Linked DNA regions of Salmo salar: region 1 is linked to region 2. Evidence: chromatin contacts called from public Hi-C data. All regions are on one chromosome and are shown on one strand. The core of a region is the stretch at or near the end of the contact, and the rest is flanking DNA. Distances in the headings are between cores, read along the strand shown.

Evidence for each region. A called contact is a pair of places that touch in the nucleus more often than the background predicts.
Region 1: a Hi-C map of muscle shows a contact between it and region 2, with 2.9 times the contacts expected there. The contact joins the enhancer-like site here to the promoter of noc3l in region 2. A contact is called at or near these places in 2 of 3 Hi-C or Micro-C datasets (gill and muscle).

The regions. Positions count from the first base shown.
Region 1 is chrssa28:6,711,556-6,718,268 of Ssal_v3.1, forward strand. It overlaps a transcript of hecd2 not described here. Among protein-coding and RNA genes, the nearest start is that of hecd2, 30 kb to the right of the region's middle. Within about 2 kb of position 2,391, at least 3 of the 13 cell types and tissues checked have an H3K27ac peak or open chromatin away from gene starts, as enhancers often do. A contact at or near this core is called in muscle, where this site is marked.
Region 2 is chrssa28:6,569,255-6,575,732 of Ssal_v3.1, forward strand. noc3l (NOC3-like DNA replication regulator) reads right to left here and starts at 3,852. Exons shown (of 20, transcript XM_014179263.2): 1 at 3,685-3,852; 2 at 2,987-3,191; 3 at 2,613-2,736; 4 at 1,627-1,790; 5 at 1,422-1,487; 6 at 1,149-1,279; 7 at 1-55. The coding sequence starts at 3,693. It overlaps LOC106589376 (TBC1 domain family member 12), which reads right to left. Exons shown (of 13, transcript XM_014179265.2): 13 at 6,260-6,478.

The sequences.
Region 1 (6,713 bases), core at 1,141-3,640, 140 kb after region 2:
ACGCATGGCTCTCGACCATCGCCTCTCCCGAGTCCGTACGGGATTTTCAGCGATGAGACAAGAGTGTAACTACTAATTGGATACCACAAAATTGGGGAGAAAAAGGGGTAAAAAAACCCATATAAACCAGGCAAAAAAAGAGACGTCCTCTCATTTATTTTCAGCAAACTTAACATTTGTAAATATTTGTATGAACATAACAAGATTCAACAACTGAGGCATAAACTGAACAAGTTCCACAGACATGTGACTAACAGAAATTGAATAATGTGTCCCTGAACAAAGCGGGGGTTAAAATCAAAAATAACAGTCAGTAACTGGTGTGGCCACCAGCTGCATTAAGTACTGCAGTGCATCTCCTCCTCATGGACTGCACCAGATTTGCCAGTTCTTGCTGTGAGATTTTACCCCACTCTTCCACCAAGGCACATGCAAAGTTTCCGGACATTTATGGGGGAAATGGCCCTAGTCCTCACCCTACGATCCAACAGGTCCCAGACGTGCTCAATGAGATTGAGATCCGGGCTCTTCGCTGGCCATGGCAGAACACTGACATTCTTGTCTTGCAGGAAATCACACACAGAATGAGCAGTATGGCTGGTGGCATTGTCATGCTGGAGGGTCATGACAAGATGAGCCTGCAGGAAGGGTACGGCATGAGGGAAGATGTCTTCCCTGTAACGCACAGCATTGAGATTGCCTGCAATGACAACAAGCTCAGTCCGATGATGCTGTGACACACCGCCCCAGACCATGACGGACCCTCCACCTCCAAATCGATCCCGCTCCAGAGTACAGGCCTCGGTGTAACGCTCATTCCTTCGACGATAAACACGAATCCGACCACGAATCACCCCTGGTGAGACAAAACCGCGACTCGTCAGTGAAGAGCACTTTTTGCCAGTCTAGCGATGGTGGGTTTGTGCCCACAGATCGACGTTGTTGCTGGTGATTTCTGGTGAGGACCTGCCTTACAACAGGCCTACAAGCCCTCAGTCCAACTTCTCTCAGCCTATTGCGGACTGCCTGAGCACTGATGGAGGGATTGTGCCTTCCTGGTGTAACTCGGGCAGTTGTTGTTGCCATCCTATACCTGTCCCGCAGGTGTGATGTTCGGACGTACCGATCCTGTTGTTGTTACACGTGGTCTGCCACTGCGAGGACGATCAGCTGTCCGTCATGTCTCCCTATAGCGCTGTCTTGGGCGTCTCACAGTACGGACATTGCAATTTATTTCCCTGGCCACATCTGCAGTCCTCATGCCTCCTTGCAGCATGCCTAAGGCACGTTCAAGCAGATGAGCAGGGACCCTCGGCATTTTTATTTAGGTGTTTTTCAGAGTCAGTAGAAAGGCCTCTTTAGCGTCCTAAGTTTTCATAACTGTGACCTTAATTGCCTACTGTCTGTAAACTGTTAGTGTCTTAACGACCGTTCCAAGGGTGCATGTTCATTAATTGTTTATGGTTCATTGAACAAGCAGCATGGGAAACAGTGTTTTAACCCTTTACAATGAAGATCTGTGAAGTTATTTGGATTTTTACGAATTATTTTTGAAAGACAGGGTCCTGAAAAAGGGATGTTTATTTTTTTGCTGAGCCATATGCCATGGCCGATGTAAGCCATATGTCATGCCCGTCTCAGTCACCAGATCTCATCCCAATTGAACACTTATGGAAGATTCTGGAGGGGCACCTGAGACAGCGTTTTCCACCACCATCAACAAAAAACCAAATGATGGAATTTCTCATGGAAGAATGGTGTCTCATCCTTCCAATAGAGTTCCAAACCCTTGTAGAATTACATTTTACATTTTTACATTTTAGTCATTTAGCAGACGCTCTTATCCAGAGCGACTTACAGTAGTGAATGCATACATTTCATACATTTATTATTATTTTATTTTTTTTGTACTAATCTATTCCAAGGTGCAGTGAAGCTTTTCTGGCTCGTGGTGGCCCAATGCCCTATTAAGACACCTTATGGTGGTGTTTCCTTTATTTTGGCAGTTACCTGTATTTCACTCCTTGTTAGTTACACAGTACGCTGATAGGTTTCTGTCAGCAGATCAGTGAGGATACTCACAGGGCTCACAGAGCCTAGCAACAGTTAAATAACTATTGGGAAACCAACTGACAACGACCAGAGTGATCCAGATCCTCTCATGTTAAACCATGCAAATCTAACCCTAAAGCTGGGCTGGTTCTGCATGAATACAGCAGATTTGTGGTCTGTCTGATTGATATTCATGGTGGACGTCAACCCTGCCACTGTGGTTCCCTACGTACTCTTTAAATAGGCCACTCATACGAGCCTCCCCCTTTTGGCCCAATGAGCCCTGGTCACTAAGTGGAGACAGAGCACACACACACACACAAACACCCCCGTTAGGAGGCCTGTGCCAAGAGAGGGGGTGGGGAGCCTCTGTGAACAGGCAGCGAGGAACAGTAGACTCACTCACACACATGCACGCACTCACAGTTGAGCTTCCAATCCTGCACTCCTCGTTGCCTCTCCGGGCCTCATGATCACGATGCTGCCTAATCAGAAAGCGTTCTATAGGAGTTGACTAAACTATTGACTTCTGACACTTCAAACAGGACCAGCTGGCACTGAAATGATGTCCTCTGAATTCTCTGTGATAGTGATATACTTTATCCAAAAACCTATAATGACAGTTGGAATTCATAACGTTTTTCTACAGTTGGTCACACCAATTAGAATTAATTTATTCCCTTTGATAGTAAAAGTCTTGATATTCTTACCAACAAAGCGTCGGAGGCACACACACTGTGGAAGCCATAGAAGAAGGCAGCAAACTGCCTGTAAATGGACTTATTCAGCAGGAAATCTACGTACAGCTGGACATACTCTGCAAAGACAAGAATAATCAAACAATCATTCAACTATGAGAGAACAAACAAATGCCACATAGTCTGAAAGGCACTGTTAGATATCACATGCTACTGCAGGACAGTTGTCTTTCCTCTGGTGTTTGGCAGTCTGTCTACTCCTCACTTACCCTTCCTGTTCTGGTTGGTAACAGGAATCTTATCTCCTCCTGGTTTCAGATTGTAGGACTTGATCACACCTAGTTCTTCCTGCGACACCTAAAATGATCATCACATTAGTGGAGTGCTTCCCTTGTGCTGTAACAGTATTGATTATTGTGAAGTCAAAGACATTATGTTTCACAGGTGTTATTGTGAACAAGAATGAATGTGTTTTCCCAACCTGAAAGGTTGTGCAGAAGTCCTCCTCCACGTTGCCTTCATAGCTGAGAAGTTCTGCCAGCCCATGAGCAAGATCCTGAAACACAAGACTAAATCTATAAGCAATGCTTTTTATATACAGCACCAGTCAAAAGTTTGGACAAACCTACTCATTCCAGGGTTTTCTTTATTTTTACTATTTTCTACATTGTAGAATAATATTGAAGACATCAAAACTATGAAATAACACATATGGAATCATGTAGTAACCAAAAAAAGTATTGTTAAAAGTTAATTTGTGGATTTTTTTGGAGCCAATCAGTTGTGTTGTGACAAGGTAGGGTTGGTATACAGAAGATAGCCCTATTTGGTAAAAGACCAAGTCCATATTATGGCAAGAACAGCTCAAATAAGCAAAGAGAAATGACAGTCCATCTACTTTAAGACATGAAGGTCAGTCAATCCGGAACATTTCAAGAGCTTTGAACGTTTCTTCAAGTGCAGTCGCAAAAACCATCAAGTGCTATGATGAAACTGGCTCGCATGAGGTACACCACAGGAAAGGAAGACCCAGAGTTATCTCTGCTGCAGAGGATAAGTTCATTAGTTATCAGCCTCAGAAATTGCAGCCCAAATAAATGCTTCACAGAGTTCACGTAACAGACACATCTCAACATCAACTGTTCAAAGGGGACTGCGTGAATCAGGTCTTCATGGTCGAATTGTTGCAAATAAACCACTACTAAAGGACTGCAATAAAAAGAAGAGACTTGCTTGGGCCAAGAAACACAAGCAATAGACATTAGGTCGGTAGAAATCTGAGACCAAATGAGACGCAGAGTAGGTGTTTCCCACTCTGAGGAATGGAATAGGAGGTGTTATGGTGTGGGGGTGCTTTGCTGGTGACACTGTCTGTGATTTATTTAGAATACAAGGCACACTTAACCAACATGACTACCACAGCATTCTGCAGCAATACGCCATCCCATCTGGTTTGTGCTTAGTGGGACTATAATTTGTTTTTCAACAGGACAATTACACAATACACCTCCAGGCTGTGTAAGGGCTATTTGACCAAGAAGGACAGTGATGGAGTGCTGCATCAGATGACCTGGCCCCCACAATCACCCGACCTCAATCCAATTGAGATCGTTTGGAATGAGTTTGACCGCAGAGTGAAGGAAAAGCAGCCAACAAGATGTCAGCATATGTGGGAACTCCTTCAAGACTGTTGGAAAAGCATTCCAGATGAAGCTGGTTGAAAAAATGCCATGAGTGTGCAAAGCTGTCTTCAAGGCAACGGGTGGCTATTTTGAAGAATCTAAAATCTATTTTGATTTGTTTAACACTTCTTTGGTTACTACATGATTCCATATGTGTTATTTCATAGTTTTGATGTCGTCACTATTATTCTACAATGTAAAAAATAGTACAAATAAAGAAAAACCCTTGAATGAGTAGGTTTGTCCAAACTTTTGACTGGTACTGTAGATTGCAACCAGTCTTTATGAAGTATATGTCTCCTTTAAATCTGTGAAGGACTAATAGAAAAAAACCTAAGAGGAAAACAAATTGCCATTTGAAAGTTGCCACGGTGGGAACGTCTGCCCTATGCAGCACAGTACACTATGTTCATAGAACGTTTCATGGAGGAAAATCTGACTTCATTTTATTATTGATATCTAATGACTGAATTTCCTTTACTGAATTACTGTAATGGCATTGTAAGACAAAACAACAAGAAAATCATGTAAAGCCTTTCCCACTACACAATCTATAAAACGTATTGAGGAAACAAAATAACCATTGTATGCTGTATGTATTTTACATGACATCACTGCGATTATGCTTTTCCAATCCACACCTCATAAAATGAAGTACATTTTACAATGCAAAATCATTTGAAGAACAATTGCATGTGTTTGACGTCAGTGCTGGGCACTATTAGCATGTCTTTTTAAAGAACTTGCAGTAGTTTTTTCCCTGTCCTCCACCAATTTAGGAAAAAGTATTCAACAGGGAGCAAATAAACGCCCAGAGGCCGTTATGTAAGCAAAGAGAAGGCCAGCTGCCCAGTAAAAAAACAACATCTGGCCTCAGCAAGGCTGACTCGACAAAACGCAGCGCAATGAGATGCATACTGCATAAAAAGCTATACAATTACACCAAAAGCAGGTAAATACTAGTCTTAGTGACAGTAATGCATTGTATGTGCATACAACATTTTTATATGATTACTATAGATTTGGTTTGTTCTTTTGAGTTTGTGGAGTTCAAACATGCAAGCGGTGATGCGCAAAAGTTGGGCTTGACAGCCCTCTGCTGGTGAATATTGGAAAATGTCAAGGCTTCAATCACTGACTAGCGAATGAAAAATCAACATATTATGAGGAACTACAGGATTATATAAGGAAATATTATAACAACAAAGCATAACTTTGATGGCAATTGCAGAATATTAATTTGGGAGTTCATCAAAAAATCTAAAGAGAAGCATGTCATGCCACGTGAACTGTATCTCTCCTCTCCATCTCTCCTCCTAGACAGCTAACAAACTACAGCTAGCCTGGCATCCTTGAATCTTCCTGTTCAATAAAAAAAAGCTGCCATCACCAGGAGATCTTAATCAGCAGTGTTGGGCTCCTGTGTGTGACATCTATGGCAGCTTTTACCGGGGTGTGAGGTGATGATGGTTGTATCGGCACCTCTGAGACCTGGCTGCAGCTCAGTCTCATCTCACCTTGGCTGCAGCCATACTGTTATAACAAGACTGGTGGCAGGGTGAGACTCTGGGACTGTATGGAATGTGAGCCTGGTTGATTATTTCACACGCCTGTGATGCACGAGCATTTCCTTAGACCCCTTGACTCACATCATTACAAATACATTATTTATGCATATTGCATGTATTCCTGTACATTTAGCTATAAGTAGGAACAATGCCATATTGCAGTTAATTCTAACACAGTCTTTTTAACTAACACAGTCTATATAACATCTTAGTCTAGCAACCATACATCCCCCACTAGGCACAGACATCAATTCAACGTCTATTCCATGTTGGTTTAACGTCACTTCATTGAAACGACGTAGAAACAACATTGATTCAACCAGTGTTTGCCCAGTGGGCCATATTCATAAACAGGTCAACACTAAACCAGAGACAATGTAAACCTTTCTAAAACAGGGCAGTACTCTCATAAGCATCACATCCACTCTTTTGATTCTGTACATTATTATTATTGAAAAGCAGAGTACTTTGCAAGTAAACAAATGTTACTTTCCCATGGTTTATTACCACTGCAAACAATATTATTGTACTTGTGATCCTTACGAGAAGAGTGCAGTGTAATGGGAAAGAATGCCAGTGAGAGAGGGTAACTAAGAGAGCTGAGTCACAGCTTGTGTCGTGTACATACAGGCATGACCTGCTGCAGGTCGTCCAGGATGAGGGTCGCCATGCCAACGGGGGTATCGGGGTCACACGGCACCACGGGCGGGGTC
Region 2 (6,478 bases), core at 2,602-5,101:
CCACATAGGGGTCGGTCTCCACCAGCATGGCTCGCAGCTCCTTCAGCTTCTTGATCTGAACAAAGATAGAAAGTTCAGACATTGGATTTACACAGAAAACATCAATACCAGAACAGTGAAACAAAACATTTGCTAAGTCTGCTTCTCTGTGCTACGTGATTATTGGTCAACGTGACATAGAATAATACCTTTTTGCCACGGGGACTAGGAAGCAAGAGTAGCCCGAGGAATCTAACGCACAGTTCACACGCCGAACTTATGGCGAGTCGAACTGAATAGAAACAAAGAGCGCGCTGGCACGGTTGAGAGCTTTTCCTGATGTACCAACTGGTTTCATACAACTCCTCTCAACACCGCAGACTTCCTTGTTGGCATCAGATCAAATTCAGGCATAACAGCGACCTCTTTGTGTTAAAGAAAGCGCAAAGTTTCTTGTACTAAAAAGGCAAAGAAAGACGACTCGCCCACCTGTGCAGCGCGGAAGTTAATGTTTGCAACCATGAATATGATCAGTTTAATGTGTATCGGTTAACGTAATCTGTCTTCAGATTTCATAACTCCCTTTTACTAAGGAAGTCCGAAGTCTCCTCATCCCTAAAATAAACCACGATAGATATGTTAGCATAGCGATATTATGTGCAACGCAGACATTCCATTTTCTCCTGAGATTGCAAAACTATTTGTAGGTTGATGTAGTGCCCATCGGTTTGAACGTGTTGAAGTCGTGTTTTTACTGTCAGTTGCTGGTTTCAAAAAGCACCAAAAACTACACTCACCATGAGCCTTTTAGTGTTTCTGCCCTCACATGAACAGACCCTGGGTCTGTTCTAACGCCTCCACCTGCGAATCCGAGGCCATCATTGTGCTTCCGTTGTGGGTGTGGTAGCGAAGCAACCTTTATTTGCATGCAATTAACATATATTAATATATGCATCACCATTTCTCCCGACAGTGGAAAAACTGCTCGGGCGCGCAGCATGAAACAGAGGCGTGCCTTCACATGCACTGTGCTGAACTATCGTCAGAGGTCCGACAAGGCGCACCGCGTAGTTTCAGACGGCACTCTATTCCAGCTCTTCCAAAGAGAAAGTGATGTATTTTTTGGGGGTTCGGTGCGGAGATGCAGGGTTGTTCGAACCCGGGCTTACGTTGGTGGTGGGGTCTGAGAGGATGTCCGATCCCAGACTAGCGATTCGTAGTTTCCTGTTGGTCAGCTTCTGTGTGCGGAGCTTCAGCTGCTCCTGAGGGGTCAGGGCCGGCCCAGCCACAGCCTCCTCCTCTGTGGAAACATACCAGCAACATCAGAGAGAAGCACCTCATCTACTGATCAGGACCGGGCTACCAATAGTTGGTCTAACAATACATTCTACACAGAGATGATGACTGACTCAAGTCAAAAAAGGGGTTCATGATGCTGGTACCGTTTTCAAATTGCTCCAAGCCAGTCGGGGCATCTCCTTCCTCCTCCTCAGCCTTTTTTGCTACAACTAAAAACAAGACAAAGCAATACAACTCAATTGTATCAATAGAGCTGTAAATTCGAAAACTTTTTAACAATATGACTTAGGTGGAAATGCAAACTTACAGGTGAAGATGTTCAGGGGTAACACATATTAATCATCCTACCAGGTTTCTCCATGCTCTGAGGGATGAGGCCTCTAATCTTGTCTTTGATTGGCAGGAGGTGAATGACCTCCTTTTCCTCTGTAAGCTGCATCTTTCTGGGCATCTTCTCATAACTCTCTGGCCCCTGCTGCTCCCCCTTGCGCTTTTTGGCATGCACTGGACCACTGCAGGTATTCAAGTAAGGTTAAGTGAGGAGAGTAGTTAAACATAGCTATACATTTCAACATGTGTGTTATGATCTACTTGTGATGGGATGTACATGAGATTGATAGAAAGATGGTACATAACTGATGGGGGGCTACAGTTACATAACGGATATCATTTGAGACGTTATATCACATAGCAATATTTTTGTGCTAGATGGCTGTACCTGCACCAAAATGGCAGTAGTTTTCCTTCATAGCTTGTTCTCCATCTTATTTTTAAGTAGGGCGGCAATTTGTTTTCTGCACTTTTATGTCCATGAGGGATAAACTCATTTTCTCATGGATCTCTCTTGTCCCTCTGCAGCAGACATATGGTGAGCAATCTCTTTGGAACATCCTATCGTAATAAAATCACAATATAGAATCGCAATACGTATAGATTCGTGAGAACCGCAATACATATTGTATCGGCATCTAAGTATCGTGATAATATCGTATCGCGAGGTCCCTGGCAATTCCCAGCCATAGAACATAACTGTAAAGAAATCCTGACTGGCAACATGGCCAGGATATTTTTCACATTTTTGACGGTATGAAGCTTGGTGGGAGAAAGGGGACTCACTCAAGTAGCGGAGTAAACTATAAACACGGATGTTACACATGGTGGACTGGCGTATTACATTTAACAAACTGGCGTATTACATTTAACAAACCAAACATTGAAATACCGTTACAGAAGGCAAGTACAACCCCAAAACCGGTCCGTCCATCAATACCGAAATATTAAAATACAGTATACCGCCCAGCCCTACAAAAATACTGTAAGGACTGTGTAATTACCTTGACGACAGGTCTCTGGTGAGGAAGGAGGCTTTCTGAGCCATTGCCTTGATCTGCTCCAGGTCATCTTCATCCATCATGTCCATTGGCAGGGACTCCACAAACTCCTCCTCCTCTTCATCCTCTGTAACAGACACCAGACAGGGACATGTAATTAACGCCACCAAACAGCACACACAAAAACAATAGATGATAATAACTTTATATCGGTTCCGTAATTATTTCGATGCCATAGTGTGGAACAGTGAATGAATTGTAAACCAAACTATATGTTACCGATTACAGTACAGACATCATTCAGCTTGAGTGCTAGATGTCAGGGCCTAGATGTTAAGCTATACTACTGTATGGGTGGGTCGTCATGCTGCACACACCTGGCCTCTTCTTGTAGCGCTCCAGAGGGAGGGGGGTCTTCAAGACAGCATCTTTGATAGCTGCCCGGAGCTTCTTCTGCTCCTTGCGGTGTTTCTTGTCGGTACTCTCTTTCTTGAACTGACGATTCTTTAGCTTGTTGTCAAGCTTCACATTACTTGTCTTCAGTAGCCTGCGAAAGCTCGGCTTCCTCTTCTTACTCCTTGGCTGTTGGTGAGAAAAGATCGTCAGTGCTTTGTATTCATAAGGACAACCTGGGTAATGATTTGGGGTTGCATAGTTACTAGCTAGTACAGCTAGACTATGGTATGAAATGAATGCATGTCAAGCAATGTGAATTCTTATATAAGCCAACAACACATGGCAGGTAGGTATAGCTAGGGTTCCTCTGGTAAAAACCACTGTCAAACTCAAGCATTGCAGACATAACTAGTTAGCTAATAGTTAGTGTAACGTTATTTGTATTTAGTTGAAGCAATGACGACAGGCTGTTTACAATAGCCCAATTTCTCGAAAATATGTGGATAACATAGTGTCCACTAAAATAATGGTGATTAACAGTAGTTGACAAAATGTTCCGCGTAAATTACAGCCATTGAGAGCTAACAAAATGAGTAAGTACATAGCTAGTTAGCTATACAGCTAAAACAATTCAGCTGGCAGCGTTACTATCTATCTAGCTATTACACGATGTACTTACCGGAGCCATCGTAAAATACTTATTTTAAAGACGGAGCGCTTGTCTAAGTCGATATCAAATAAGTAGCCTTAAGTGTATTATAATAATAGTTGGCTATAAACTGTAAAAACGTTCCCACACGTGTGTTTCTTTCCTATACCGGAAGTAATTTTGTTCTAAGTAAAAATGATGGAAGTGTGTTCTCCTCATAGATGAAAAAAATCGAATTCAAATAAATGCCACCTAGTGGTTGGGAAGACCTGTTTGCTTGGGTGCACCGGCAGTCAGCAAACACTGACTGTCTGGGAATAAATAGACAATATTTCAAATGCAATTATCATATCTTTGATTTATTCACATAATTCATAACTTCTGGTCTGATACAGTATCACAGAGGTACTCTTTAATTCATTTCAAATATATTTACAATTGTTCTAACTTAGTAGTATGAAAACTGTACAATAGAGAGCATAGAAAAAATGCAAAAGAAACAATATACAACTTTTTTTTTATATCCAATATATAAGATATGAAAAATGTCCTGTAGAACCATGAACTACAGCATTGATTAAAAAATATGTTGCATCTCAACATATAAGTGTTTGGTCAAATGTAAAGTAACAAAAAGATGTGAGCAACATCACAAACAATGTTTTAAAAGTGAATTATGTTTCATGAATAGGTGCTTTGAACAAGTGTCTCATTGCTCTTTCATTCACAACAATATAAGAGCTTCACTGTGGATTCATTCACACAAAAGCAAAACAGAAACCTCATGTGCCACACGTGTTCTCTTTTGCACTTTCTATGGGTCTTTCGGAAACAAGTGCTTACTGCTCACTGTAATGAAAACCTATTACTGTTAGTTTAAATGAGCAGAAACTATTCGATGACAAGCTTCAGAGACTTAAGAAATGGATGGGCTGTGTCACTGTTTTCATTTTGTTCTATGTTGTTATATTGGCTTGGTCCATTAAATCATATACTGTAAATCTATGCTTGGAGGTGCATTTTCATGGAATATCTTATGTTAGTGAGATAAAATCCACAGGTGTAACTAAGGGCCTCACTCAATCTAAGAAACTCCAGACCTTTGTGATGGGACTAGATAGATGTAATGAATTGGGTCTAACTTCAATACGTCATCATACAGTACCAGTCAAAAGTTTGGACACACCTACTCATTCTTGGGTTTTTCTTTATTTTTACTATTATTTTTAGAATAATAGCAAAGACATCAAAACTAGGAAATAACATATATGGAATTATGTAGTAACCAAAAAAGTGTTAAACAAATCAAAATGTATTTTACATTTGAGATTCTTCAAAGTAGCCACACTTGGCTTTGATGGCAGCTTTGCACACTCTTGGCATTCTCTCAACCAGCTTCATGCGGTAGTCACCTGGAATGCATTTCAATTAACAGGTGTGCCTTGACAAAAGTACATTTGTGGAATTTCTTTCCTTCTTAATGCGTTTGAGCCAATCAGTTGTGTTGTGACAATTTAGGGGTATACAGAAGATAGCCTTATTTGGCAAAAGACCAAGTACATATTATGGCAAGAACAGCTCAAATAAACAAAGAGAAACGACAGTACATCATTACTTTAAGATATGAAGGTCAGTCAATCTGGAAAATTACAAGAACTTTGAAAGTTTCTTCAAGTGTAGTCACAAAAACCATCAAGCGCTATCATGAAACTGGCTCTCATGAGGACCGCCACAGGAAAGGAAAACTCAGAGTTACCTCTGCTGCAGAGGATAAGTTCATTAGAGTTAACTGCACCTCAGATTGCAGCAAAAATAAATGCTTCAGAGTTCAAGTAACAGACACATCTCAACATCAACTGGTCAGAGGAGACTGCATGAATCAGGCCTTCATGGTTGAATTACTGCAAAGAAACCACTACTAAATGACACCAATAAGAAGAGACTTGCTTTGGCCAAGAAACACAAGCAATGGACATTATACCGGTGGAAATATGTCTTTTGGTCTAATGAGTCCAAATTTGAGATTTTTGGTCCCATCCGTTGTGTTTTTGTGAGACGCAGAGTAGATGAATGGATGATCTCCACGTGTAGTTCTGACCGTGAAGCATGGAGGAGGTGTGATGGTGCTTTGCTGGTGACACTGTCAATGATTTATTTAGAATTCAAGGCACACTTAACCAGTATGGCTACCACAGAATTCTGCAGCGATACGCCATACCGTCTGGTTTGCGCTTAGTGGGACTATCATTTGTTTTTCAACAGGACAATGACACAACACACCTCCAGGCTGTGTAAGCACTATTTGACCAAGAAGGAGAGTGATGGACTGCTGCATCAGATGACCTGGCCTCCACAATCCCCCGACCTCAACCCAATTGAAATGGTTTGGAATGAGTTGGACCGCAGAGTGAAGGAAAAGCAGTCAACAATTGCTCAGCATGTGTGGGAACCCCTTCAAGACTGTTGGAAAAGCATTCCAGGTGAAGCTGGTTGAGAGAATGCCAAGAGTGTGCAAAGCCGTCATCAAGACAAAGCATGGCTACTTTGAAGAATCTAAAATCTATTTTGATTTGTTTAACACTTTTTTGGTTACTACATGATTCCATGTGTGTTATTTCATAGTTTTGATGTCTTCACTATTATTCTAAAATAATAGTAAAAAAGAAAAACCCTTGAATGAGTCGGTCTGTCCAAACTTTTGACTGGTACTGTATATTCATGATATACTACCATAAATACTCTAAATTCAATCAAACTGCCAATGGTGTTCAAGGCCTCCATCTTCAAGTATGAAATTCTTTAAGGTCCATTTACCATGATCAAT